Linked DNA regions of Mus musculus: region 2 is linked to region 1. A link is a contact called in public Micro-C data. All regions are on one chromosome and are shown on one strand. Each heading gives the region's core, a stretch centred on a gene start, on an enhancer-like site or on the middle of the called end of the contact. The rest is flanking DNA. Distances are from core to core; before and after follow the strand shown. Region 1 overlaps Gm5860 (predicted gene 5860). Region 2 overlaps Gm11266 (predicted gene 11266).

The links. Hi-C and Micro-C count contacts between places; a contact is called where the count stands out from the background.
Region 2: a contact with region 1 is called in a Micro-C map of brown adipocytes, with 4 times the contacts expected there. The contact joins two enhancer-like sites. A contact is called at or near these places in 1 of 15 datasets of contacts at CTCF or cohesin (the NIH/3T3 cell line), 2 of 484 Hi-C or Micro-C datasets (brown adipocytes and cerebral cortex), 1 of 115 datasets of contacts at active chromatin or transcription factors (embryonic stem cells) and 1 of 9 other capture datasets (embryonic stem cells).

What each region holds. Positions count from the first base shown.
Region 1 is chr4:82,089,067-82,094,595 of GRCm38.p6, forward strand. The region is part of intron 2 of Gm5860 (predicted gene 5860); the gene reads left to right. Among named protein-coding and RNA genes, the nearest start is that of Gm11264, 26 kb to the left of the region's middle. Within about 2 kb of position 1,640, at least 16 of the 459 cell types and tissues checked have an H3K27ac peak or open chromatin away from gene starts, as enhancers often do. A contact at or near this core is called in brown adipocytes, where this site is marked.
Region 2 is chr4:82,528,612-82,534,241 of GRCm38.p6, forward strand. The region is part of intron 1 of Gm11266 (predicted gene 11266); the gene reads left to right. Among named protein-coding and RNA genes, the nearest start is that of Gm11266, 23 kb to the left of the region's middle. Within about 2 kb of position 2,465, at least 91 of the 459 cell types and tissues checked have an H3K27ac peak or open chromatin away from gene starts, as enhancers often do. A contact at or near this core is called in brown adipocytes, where this site is marked.

The sequences.
Region 1 (5,529 bases), core at 390-2,889:
TGGATGCAGTTATGGATTATACTGGTTTAGTAAAGTGGTGGTTAAAGTTTCTCTTACAAGATCGATGAATTCACTAGCACGAAGTAGTTGCCTAAGTTTCTGGCAGTAGGCATGCTTCCTTCTTGTTAAGCAGGCAAATTAGATAATTGTTGATTACTGCCACTGTATCTGTGCCACTATTGCACCCCAAAGTTTATCTTGACACACTTGTCCTTGTTTTGGTTCATAGAAGTGATAGCTTAGTAGGACTGTGGTTGTCATGTTGGAATATTTTTAAGAGGTATTAAAGCTTCAAACATTTAGTGACAGTATTTTTAATTTGTATAGTCTCCCAGAATAAAAATATTTTTGTATTTCTTCATAATCTAGTTTTTCACAACTAAGGTTACAAAGAGATTGACAAAATACCGTATGAAGAATAAAAGAAAGGGGCCTACTATAGCATTACTGTAGAAGACTGAAATGACATTTTCTGGTTCTCATAGTAGACTTCACTCAGTTCAACTTCATTAGACAAATGGCCTCCAAATCACATTCATTAATATAGTCACTCCAAAAAGCTCAAAGAATTCCTCTTTCTTCATCTCAGATCCATTGGATTATAAATCCCTTAGGAAGAAAGCAAAAGTCTACCTGTTTGTTATTTCTTACAGTTTCCATAATGGCCATAAGCACCAAGTTGGCAGACTACTGTGTGGCTTCATTGCTGTGCCCTTAACCCTTCTCAGGTGATGGTGACGAAATGCTCTTATCTGCTTCCCACTGTACTGGTCCCTGCAGAGTAGCTTGTTTGTAATTTGGAACAGAGGGAAAGATTGCATCTGGGTCAAAGTTATGTTGCATCACTTTGTTATTGGATGTGCCCATAAAGCCACACCACGTCTCCTTTGCCTTAAATTCTCTTTGTCTTGGACCGAGAATAAAGATCGTTGTCTAGTGATATTGCACTTTATTTTTGCTAGTTCGGCCTCATCTGATGCCATGACTTTCCTTATATTCATAGGGCTCTCTAAAGCATGGCAAATGAACATAAACTGCATATTTACTACAGTGGTCCTCCAGCTTTCCATTATTATATAGATTAGCCTATCTCCCTGTCCTTATATGGACATTGTAATAATCAATGGGAGTAAGGAGATGACTCTTTGCAGAAAATTGTGCATATAGGACCAATCAAGAGGAGTTCCAGTGAGATTCAGTAGTATCTCGGTCACACACAGTAGCCCACCAGCTAGTACTTGGAGAGTCCTATGTGACATTCATCAAGGATGTCTTTGCCTCCTTAAGTCAGAGTCTTTAAGACAACACACCCACAAAGTATGTAAGGAAGAATAATACTAATACAGCTATGGGCTACTCATTGTATTCTCTCAGTCTTGTGCTGGCTAAAAAACTGAGGTGTGTAGGTAGATATTAGTCTGATCTTGAAATACTATTATGAATAGACTACCACAGCATATGTAATTGTTGAGAATCAGATCCTTACTTAGAACAAGGTGGGGGGTGATGAAATACCATTACAGCCCATGGAGCAGCTCTGTGCCTCTTCTAATTGTAGAGCACAGCATATACGCAACCTAATGTCAGCCCTTCGTTCATCTGCCAGGCAAAATTCCAAGGACATGAAGTCAAAATTGTCAGCATGTGAAACACAACTGAATTGTAATTCCCTTTGCCACACATAAAAGGGGTCAAAGGTATAAAACAGGCCAGGCTTAGAAATAAAAAGGAATGCTGTCATATTGTAAGGAACTTGACTTAGAATAGGGTCCTTGTGAAATGACACTTTCAATGGCCAATTCAGACTCAATGAAAATACTGGATAGTGTTTGTACGGGCATGGCCTCTTGAAGCACATCCAAAGAAATCTCATGGATTGTCTCTGTGAGCATAATTGTTGATTCTTGGAAATGGAGGCCTGTCCTTTCTACGCTCACACTCAGCAGACATAACACTATGCAGTCACACACAGGTTTGGAAGCAGCCAAAAGAGAAAGAAAAGTGTTTCTCTCTGTAGGCCAAATCCCAAGGCAAAGGAGTTTTGGGAACATGCCTAAATGTTCTAACTTCTGAGAACAGAGGCTGCCTCAAAGGGACAGGGTCATACAAGCTGTAGGTCATGTACAGAAACATCCAGGAGCCAGCAGGAATAACAGGATGCCTAAGAGAGCCTTGAAATCAAGGTCACTCTGAATGTGGGACTCATAATTTGAAAGTTATTGATGTGTATAGGACTGCCGTCTACTTCTCAGGTTGAGTGAACAGGTCAGAAACTTGGGAAATGAGAGTCTTGTTCTGTCTACTTGTCTTCACAGTGTCAAATACAAGTGAGACCTGCCCAGATGTAACAACAAGCAGCTCAACACTAGGCAGGTGTGGACTCCTAACACAGAGCTCCACCAGCCTGGGATCAGAGATCACGAGTGTCTCCATGAGAGATGGTACTTAGAGCCTCTCAGAGCCTTGGAGAACCAGTCAATGTCAAGTATTTGCAGAATCAGACTCCCAAATTAAGAAATTAAATAACTGACACATGGCAATATTTTAACATCACCTTCTATTTTAGCCACTAAAAGCCAAGGGATATATGTATTTAAGAATTTAGGTCTGAGAGTGGTCTATTGTCCCTTCAGCCTGGTCCTCACTTCCCTGTAGTATGGACAGAGATAAAGAGTTCATCATTACTAATAGGAACACCCAGGCATGAGAAAGCTAGAGGAACAATCAGACTGTCACAGCTGGGAGCTGAGATTGTAGCTGAAGACTTTGATATATAATTTCACATTTCAAATGTTTTCTTCAGTCATTACACACACACACACACACACTCACACGTACACATCACACATCACAATACAAAGGTTTGAAACAATTTAAAATTTTTCCCATGTCTTTCCTCACATATGTTCACCAATATCATTTCATGTACCAATATCTATTTAACTATACAATAATTTATGTAAAGAAACTCTCCACTCATCCAAATTTCAGGTCCATTAATAGAGCATCACGGTGCTCCATAAAACCCACCATGGTCACACATACATAGCCTGGGTTTGGGAGGCAGAGCAGGCAGATTTCTGAGTTCGAGGCCAGCCTGGTCTACAGAATGAGTTCCAGGACAGCTGGGGCTACACAGAGAAACCCTGTCTTGGGGGAAAAATGGACTGGGTTCTTCCTTTCTTCATGTAGATTCTGCAAAGTGACAGCCTACCAAGTTCAGAATACATTTTATAGCCCCTCCATCATGAATTCTAAATAGATATTGGCTGCATATTAACAAAAGCAAAGCTGGATCCTGGCCTCTTTTAATATCAAATCAAGACCGAAACCTTCATGAACAAACAGGGACCTTCGGGTGCCCTGCCTGAAAGAAATGGAGCTGCCTTGACATGTGAGCTTTTTCTGGCTCCCCAGAAACCAGAGCAGTTCCTCCCCCAGTGATTTTGTGTGCAGTGCTGAGAACATGAATCTTGGATGCTGTTTCAGAAGGAACCATGAGCCATTTATTCTTAGTCTGAAATTGGCAGGCTTTCTATTTTGGAGAATTTTTAATAGGAGTAGCTGAGGAACCAGCATTAGAGATTATTTTCTCAGTATGGGGTTAGATGTGTAATGCATATGTTCGCCCCGAGGACCCTAAACCACATACTGTAAAACTTTGTTAGAATGCCTCTCTTTGCTATTAACATTTTCCTGGGCCTATTGTTCATTTTTGCTAGGTCCAGCCAAAAGTTTGTACAGCCATGTTTCCCTACAGACCATTATTTTTGTGCTAATTAATTAGCACAACCAATATTTCAGATATGAAATCCAAGCTTTAGTTACTTAGTTTGGCTGAAAAATCTGTTTTCCTAATTATTGACTGTTTTCTACTACTTTAAGTCCACCACCTAGGTTCTTGGACAGAAAGAGCTTGTGGGAGCTGGGGAGGTCTCCAATGGCAACAGCCTTCCACACTGAGTGCTAGAGGGGGAGGAAGGGACTGCAGCTGTCCCTGTCACTGAGGATTTGGGAGGAAGTAAGAGAAAGAAAGGGGAAGATTTATCGGATAGACTTGAAAAGGGAAAAGACCAAGACCTTTGACAACACTAGCATGAGGGCAAACCCTCTGCAGTCACCAAGACACTTGCACACTCTTAAAGAGAACACTGTCTTCATATGGGTTCTGTGAGGAGAAATGGGGGCACATCTGCCAAGAAACATTGCATGTGTCTTGTTGCTTTCCCCTTATGTTTTTGATTGTTTGGATTCATTCCTGAATTCCCAGAACTAAGGTTTTATTTCTAATTTGATAGGAATTTTGGAAGATTGTTTTCTTATTATTTCCAGTATTTTGAGTTTACATTGATTTATCTGATTATTTACATATGGTAATACAAGTATACAGATGTAAATACATATATACACATACATATATGTAATTGTTGTGTGTAACATGCAAATACATACATGTAATCTCCCACCATCTCAGTCTCCATTAGAGTAGGAAAGAAAGGGATGGTCACCAATGTCCTTGAACAGGAAGCCATCAGAGGTCCTCTGCTGTGGGTCCTATATGTGCTTAACAACTAAGGAAGAAAGAGTGAGTATCGATTGGGCAACATAGGACAAGGCTGAAGCTCAGAGAGTTTATGTAACTTGAGGCCATGTCAGACTCCTAATATTCATGAAAATAAAATGTGAAGCAAAGACTGTCTAAAAACAAGCAAACAAAAAAAGAACAAAGACAAACTAAACAACGAAAGAAAGAAAACGATTCTTTCTCCTAATGTCCATTTTTTCAGAAAAGCAGCTTTATGGTTAACATGTGCATGCAGACCATGTATTGCCTCTCATTTGCTTGTTTGTTTGCTTGTTTTGAGGTAAGTTCTCATTCTACTTTAGTGGCTGATCTGAAAGACTCTATGGAGACCATGCTGACCTTGAACTCACAGGGCTCCATCTCCTCTGCTCTCCAGGCGCTAGCACTAAGGCTTGATCCACCAGGCCTGACAGAGAAAACGTCTTAAAAGTCAAGCACTCCTCCTCTTGAGTCCTTGTTGTAAATATTCATTTTAACTCTGAGAGCAGTCTGTAGAAAATGATTGTTGCTGTTAGACACCTGTATTCCTGTTAAATGGAAGAGGCTTTTCCTTCTGAGCAGCAGCCAAGCTATACCTCAGGGGCTTTAAAATTAAACAACGTTTTAGACATGAGAGGCAACAGAAAAGGGGAGAGAAGGGAGGACAAAGAAAAGTAGTCTGAACAAGAGTCGAGGACAAGGTCATGGAATATCTCATGCTAAAGGCATGAGAAGGCCTGGGTCCTTCCTCTTCAGTGTTTGGTGGTGTCTCTGGTATGCTTCATCTCCTTGTTATCCAGAGCCTCAGCTTCCAGAGACGCCTGAGGCTCACAGGCTAACTACAAATCCAGCTCTCCGGTGCTGTGATGGCCACATCTCTTACAGTGACATATACAGGGACTGCAAGGTTAGCCCTCTCTTTACCTCACAGTTTTAACTTTGTAGCTCTATGCAGAACTAGTAAT
Region 2 (5,630 bases), core at 1,215-3,714, 440 kb after region 1:
CGAATCCTGTCTGTAAACATTAATGTCTGTCTGTCCATCCATCTGCCTGTCCATCTGCCTGTCTGTCTGTCTGTCTGTCTGTCTGTCTGTCTGTCTTGGGAGTTGTTTGTGAAGCCAGGGCCTCCCATCATTCCAGAGGCTAGCCTCAAACTCACTATGTTACCAAGCCTGGTCTTGAACTCCCCATCCTTCTACCTCCATCTTGCTGGTGCTGAGATTAGAGGCTTGTGTTACCACATTCAGATCAAAATGTCGGATGCAGTTACTGCTATTGTTCTTGTGGTTATTACTGTTTTTCAGGACCATGCCAGCATGCACAACAGAAGTTCTAAGACTATTAACTGCCTCATTTGCCAAATTCACACCAAGTTACAAATGGTAGAAATGGTTGTTTCTTCTAGCGTTTCCCAGTGTCCCCTGTCATTTTCCCCTATAAACATTTCACTCTGCTTTTTCCAGAATAAACATCATTATAATTGCTTCTTGTTCTCATCTCTGATATCCCCATGGCTCTTGCCACTCTCACTGGTAGATGCAACACCTCTGAATTTACTACCATCTGCAAATATCATTAGCTATTGTTTATTCCCTCTCCCACACTATTAATGAAGATGTTAATTAAGACCAGAACGAACACTGACCCCAGCAGCAATCCACTAGACACTTATCCAACTGGATAAACTTCTGTTAGTCATTACCCACTGCTCATAGACATTACCACCCCTCCATTCTCTTCATCTGCTCATTTGCAAGGGACTGGGAAAGAGAATTAAGGGAGCCCAGAATTATTTAAAAATCATCACTCTGATACTTAGGGTCTGGGAAAGGGATTCAGTAGAGCAGCCGAAGAGTAGATGTCAGTACCGTGCATGAAGAAGTGAGCCAGCCTCCAAAAATATTTGGTAATTGCCTAGCTAAGCGTCTGGGTTTCCAAGAATTTAGCAAATTGAGCTAAGGCTGGAGCACAGCAGGACAGATTACAGAGTCCTCACAGCAGATATTTCTTTTTACACTGGAAAAAAAAATCTGAGACCCAAAATGTCAAGTGATTTGTCCAAGGTCACAACTCAAGTTAGGTATGGCACCTGAATTGGAACTCTAGGTTCAGTTTACAGACCCATACCCAACATACTTCACAGAGGTTGTGTTCTTACATTTGCAGGTTAGCATTCGCTTCTAAAGTCTCACACGTGAACAGTGCAGAATCTATCAGCTGAATTTTTCTGTCTCCAGAGAACCATGTCCTGTGGTAGGAATGAACTCATCACGTACTTCATAAAGGAGAAAGCATTGTGAACTCTAATATACTTGTTTCCCGGCCTATAAATCAGTACATCTAACCAACCCTCAAAAAGTTTAGAGGAATATATATACATATATATACATATATATATATGTATATATATATACATATATATATATATATACATACATATCCACATTCCTAGAAATTCTGATTTAATTACATTGAAGGGAAGCCCAGACAGTGCTTTTATTTTGTTTGTAAGATTTATTTATTACTTTTATATGTATTAGTATTTTGCCCGCATGTATGTATGTGTGCTGTGTGTGAGCAGTGTTCTTGGAGACCAGAAGAGGGTGTCATATTCCCTGGGACCAGAGTTACAGATAGTGGCAAGCTTACTGATTGCCTGGGGAGGGTCTTAACCCACTGAACTCATTGAATTAACAAATGCCTTTCTGCCACCGTACAGCATGAAACCATGTAGTAGATAAAGAACATAAGTCAACAAGAAAATAAGAAAACAGAATCTCAGATTTCTTCTTAAATAGGAGCCCAAAAGAATACAATGGCGGGTTTGGGGGGACTTCAGAGGCTCTTAGCACCCAATGTCACACTCTATGGTCTTTCCCATCTCAGGCAAAGAGCTCTAAAGGACTAAGTGACTACCAGCACTCCCATCTGTCAGAACTGGGGAACTAAAAAGCCTATGCTTGATTGATTGCACAGGTTTTTGACACCTCGGGGATGCTTGGTGCATGGCAGCTGAAGTCTGCATGTGGAAGTCTTTCCAGGAAGAATAGACAAGTGTACTTGTAGTTTACAGAAAGGTGGTACACGCATGTCAGAATGCCCAAATGGGGAAAAACACAAGCAAGTTCTCCCAGCTACACCCTAAGTCTTTGAGAATCTGAGGACAGAGAAGCAAGAGCATGCGGTTGAGAGCTTTGGGAAAGGAGCTGAGGGATCCTCCACTCTGCCGGCATCTCTGTCATCCTCTCCCTCTCCATGGCTGCTGAGGTTGTGATCAGACAGGAAACCCACACAGGAAGCCAGGAAGTGTGGACATGGAGGGTCAGCAGAGCACACAATAAGACCATGGAGAAAGGAAGTTGGAGGTGGGGAGGTTTTCAGTGTGATTCTTCCTCCAGCCTGGAAGTCAGAGGCTCCCCTGGAGCTCCCAGGCCTAAGGAGGACTCCCTGCCTCAGTCAGCCAGAAGGCCTCTGCCCGTGAGTGCTTCCAGATGCACTGATGTGTGGAGCCCAGAACAGCTCCAGAGTCATTGCTGGCTAGGAAGTGACTTCCCGGGAGGGGGAGGAATCAGTCATTTTGACACAAGGTCAAAATACCAAGAAAACAGTATTCCCAATTGGGACTGTTCTGGGCCCAGCGCAAGAGTTCATTAGAACATACTATCCTCTCTCTCTCTCTCTCTCTCCTCTCCTTAGGCTTTCTGGCCAAAGGACTCTGTTGAGCATGCTTCCAAGAGCAGATCTCTGGAGATGGTGGAAGCATGCGCAGAGGGCTGGATAAGGATCTCCCTCTTAACTTTAGAAAGGAAAGACCCCGGAGAGGAGAGAATCCAGTCTAATGATTCTAGGGAAGAACACATGACCTCAAGATGGCACTTGGGCACAGACAGAGTAGACTGCTGGATGGCCCACAGGGTTCAGTCACTGAGTCAGACGGCAGTGAGGTTTCCCTTAGGACATGAAAATCAGACTTGCTCATGAGGCCTAAGCATATGCCAGGCTTGTGTGTGGTGTATTCATGTATGAAAAAACTCTCGTCTTTATAAAATCAACATGGGGGAGGCACATCAGCCTTCCTACACTTGCCTGATCAAGAAGCTGCCAGTCACACCCCTCCCTTCTCTTCTGACTCCCCCCCCCAAAAAAAAAAACCCCGCCACCAAATAAATACACATACATTTACATAAGTATATCTGTACACAGGTGTATATGTTTCTAAACAATCGTTTCAGTGCCTGGGTTTTGTGCAGGCTCTGTCAGAGCGCTGTTACTGAGCTTAGGCTAATCCAGCCCTACTTTCTGATACCATCAGCATTTCTTCATACTGCCCCCATCGCCAAGCAACCAAACAGCAAGAATATGTTTTGCTGCTTCTGGTTTTAACACTCAGCGATTTCTCCCCCTTTAGGAGGGTCCCATCTATGTCCTTGTCTGTCTGTTACTAAAATTAAGAGAAGAAAAGGAGTGGCTGGGGCCAGGGGAAACAAGTTTCCCTGGTTCTGTGCCCTGACCTCACAGTGCACGTGTGGTATGGGGTAGAGCGAGCACTTTCCTGGCCATGTTCTTCCTGACTGTGCAAGCCCTGCCTTACACATCTTCCAACAGTCAAGTGCCCCACCCCCCACGCCCCACACATCTATACTCTCTCTGCTTAAGACCACATCTTCATTCTCTAGACGATTATGTTCCTTCTCTAGTCCTTGGGAAAGCATTCTTTTTACAGTCTCTGTTCTAAACAACTCTCAAGAAGGAACTGAAGCCTAAGCTGCCATTGCCGGGGTACCCCTTACCTCCCATGCCCATGAGGGGTTGAGGGTGGCAGGCCTGTGACTAAATCAATAGCAACCCTTCCTGTGGGTGTGGGTGCCTGGTCTCACCCCTACTGCCGTTTGAAGAAGGGATGCAGGCCTGGGCCAGGCCTTCCTGAGCAGACACAGATGCCTCAGGAGGCATTCTGGCACAAAAGGGGTTATTTGAAAGAAAGCCTGAAAGGGGCCGAGGCTGTTGGCTGGGAGCTGGTTCCACGACACGGCCTCTGCTGCCGACTGTACTTGCCTCTGTCCGCTCTTTCCTTTTTCCATGTCTCCCTCTCCAAAGCTTTCTATTCACCCTACAAAGAAAAGCAATCCCCAGGCAAAGTTGTTTACAGTATTTTATGAAAGTTTGAAGGGGAGGGGGGAAGAAAAAGAAAAGGACTGGATTTGGGGGCAAAGGGGAGGGGGCCTGCTGCAGAGGAGAAGGGGGGGGGGGGTGAGAGAAAGAGAAGGCAGGCATGCATGAGAGTCCCAAGCGGTGCCAAGCTCCGAAGAAAGGGCTGCTGGGGCGGGGAGGGAGCATGCCAGAGCCTTACAGAAAAGGAGCAAAGAGCCGAACAGGAGGGGAAGGCTGAAATTGAAGTGCAAATGGACCTTGGTCCTCCTGGCAGAGACTGCTGCAAAGACAACACAAAAGGGATGCCTGGGCAAGGCACGGGGTCTGGGGAGTGAGGGGGACACTTAAGACAGAGCTGCTGAGATGGTCTAGGAAACAGACAGATAAATACATGCCAGAGGTGTTAGTGTGTGTGTGTGTGTGTGTGTGTGTGTGTGTGTGTGTGTGTGTGTGAGAGAGAGAGAGAGAGAGAGAGAGAGAGAGAGAGAGAGAGAGTCTGAGACAGTGAAATACAGTGAAAGAAAAATGAGACACACACACAGCCAGACCCCAAGAGAGACACAGAGTCACACAGAGAAAGAGAGAAAGGGATTTGGGAGGGGGTGGTAGGGTGGGAGTGGGGTGAGAGAGAAGGTCTCTAGCCAAATGGGGAGACTTGGCAGGTGGACAGGAGCAGCCGGCCAGGCCTTAGCTGTGCTTGCTTGCTGCGTCTAGTCTATTGTCGTCTCAGAGGGGGGAGGGGATTGTTTGTTTGTTTTGTTGTTTGGCCTCTTTGTCTCTTTTGTTCCAAGCAGTTAGTTTGCTTCTTTCCCAGACACTGGGCTGATGGAAAACCTTTATGGATTTTTCTTAAAGGGACAGGATCAGCAAGCACACCCATTTCTCATTCCCACACAGTTCCTACCCAAATAGTTCTAGTTTTCTGTTTTCCTTCCTCCCTCCCTCCCTCCCTTCCTCCCTTCCTTCCTTCCTTCCTTCCTTCCTTCCTTCCTTCTTTCCTTCCTTCCTTGCCTCCTCCTCCTCCTCCTCCTCCTCCTCCTCCTCCTCCTCCTTCTTCTTCTTCTTCTTCTTCTTTTTTGATCCTATTTTTAATGGAGAGTCAGTGTTTGTGCTATTTTATGCCGGATTAACAAGAATAAGTTGGTCAATTTCTTGGTACCCACTAAGCCTCCCCCCTCCATGGTTGCTAGGACATGAGGGGATGAAGGGGGAGACAAAAACAGGAGCACCCTATACACAAGCATAAACTGAAAACCACAACCATCTCTTGCTCCCTTTCCCTCTTAATCCAGGCCTGAGGGTTAGAGGTACACATGGAAGGACCTCACTGAGCAGAGTATGGGCTTTGAAGGGAGAGGTTGCTGGGCACCCTCTCAGCCCAGCTTCCTCTTTCCAAGCCCCCAGATGTTAAGCAGACCACCTCTAGGGGTTCTGAAAGTCTGCCTTGAGTCTCTCTCTGGCCTGGCAGCTCTAACCATCAACA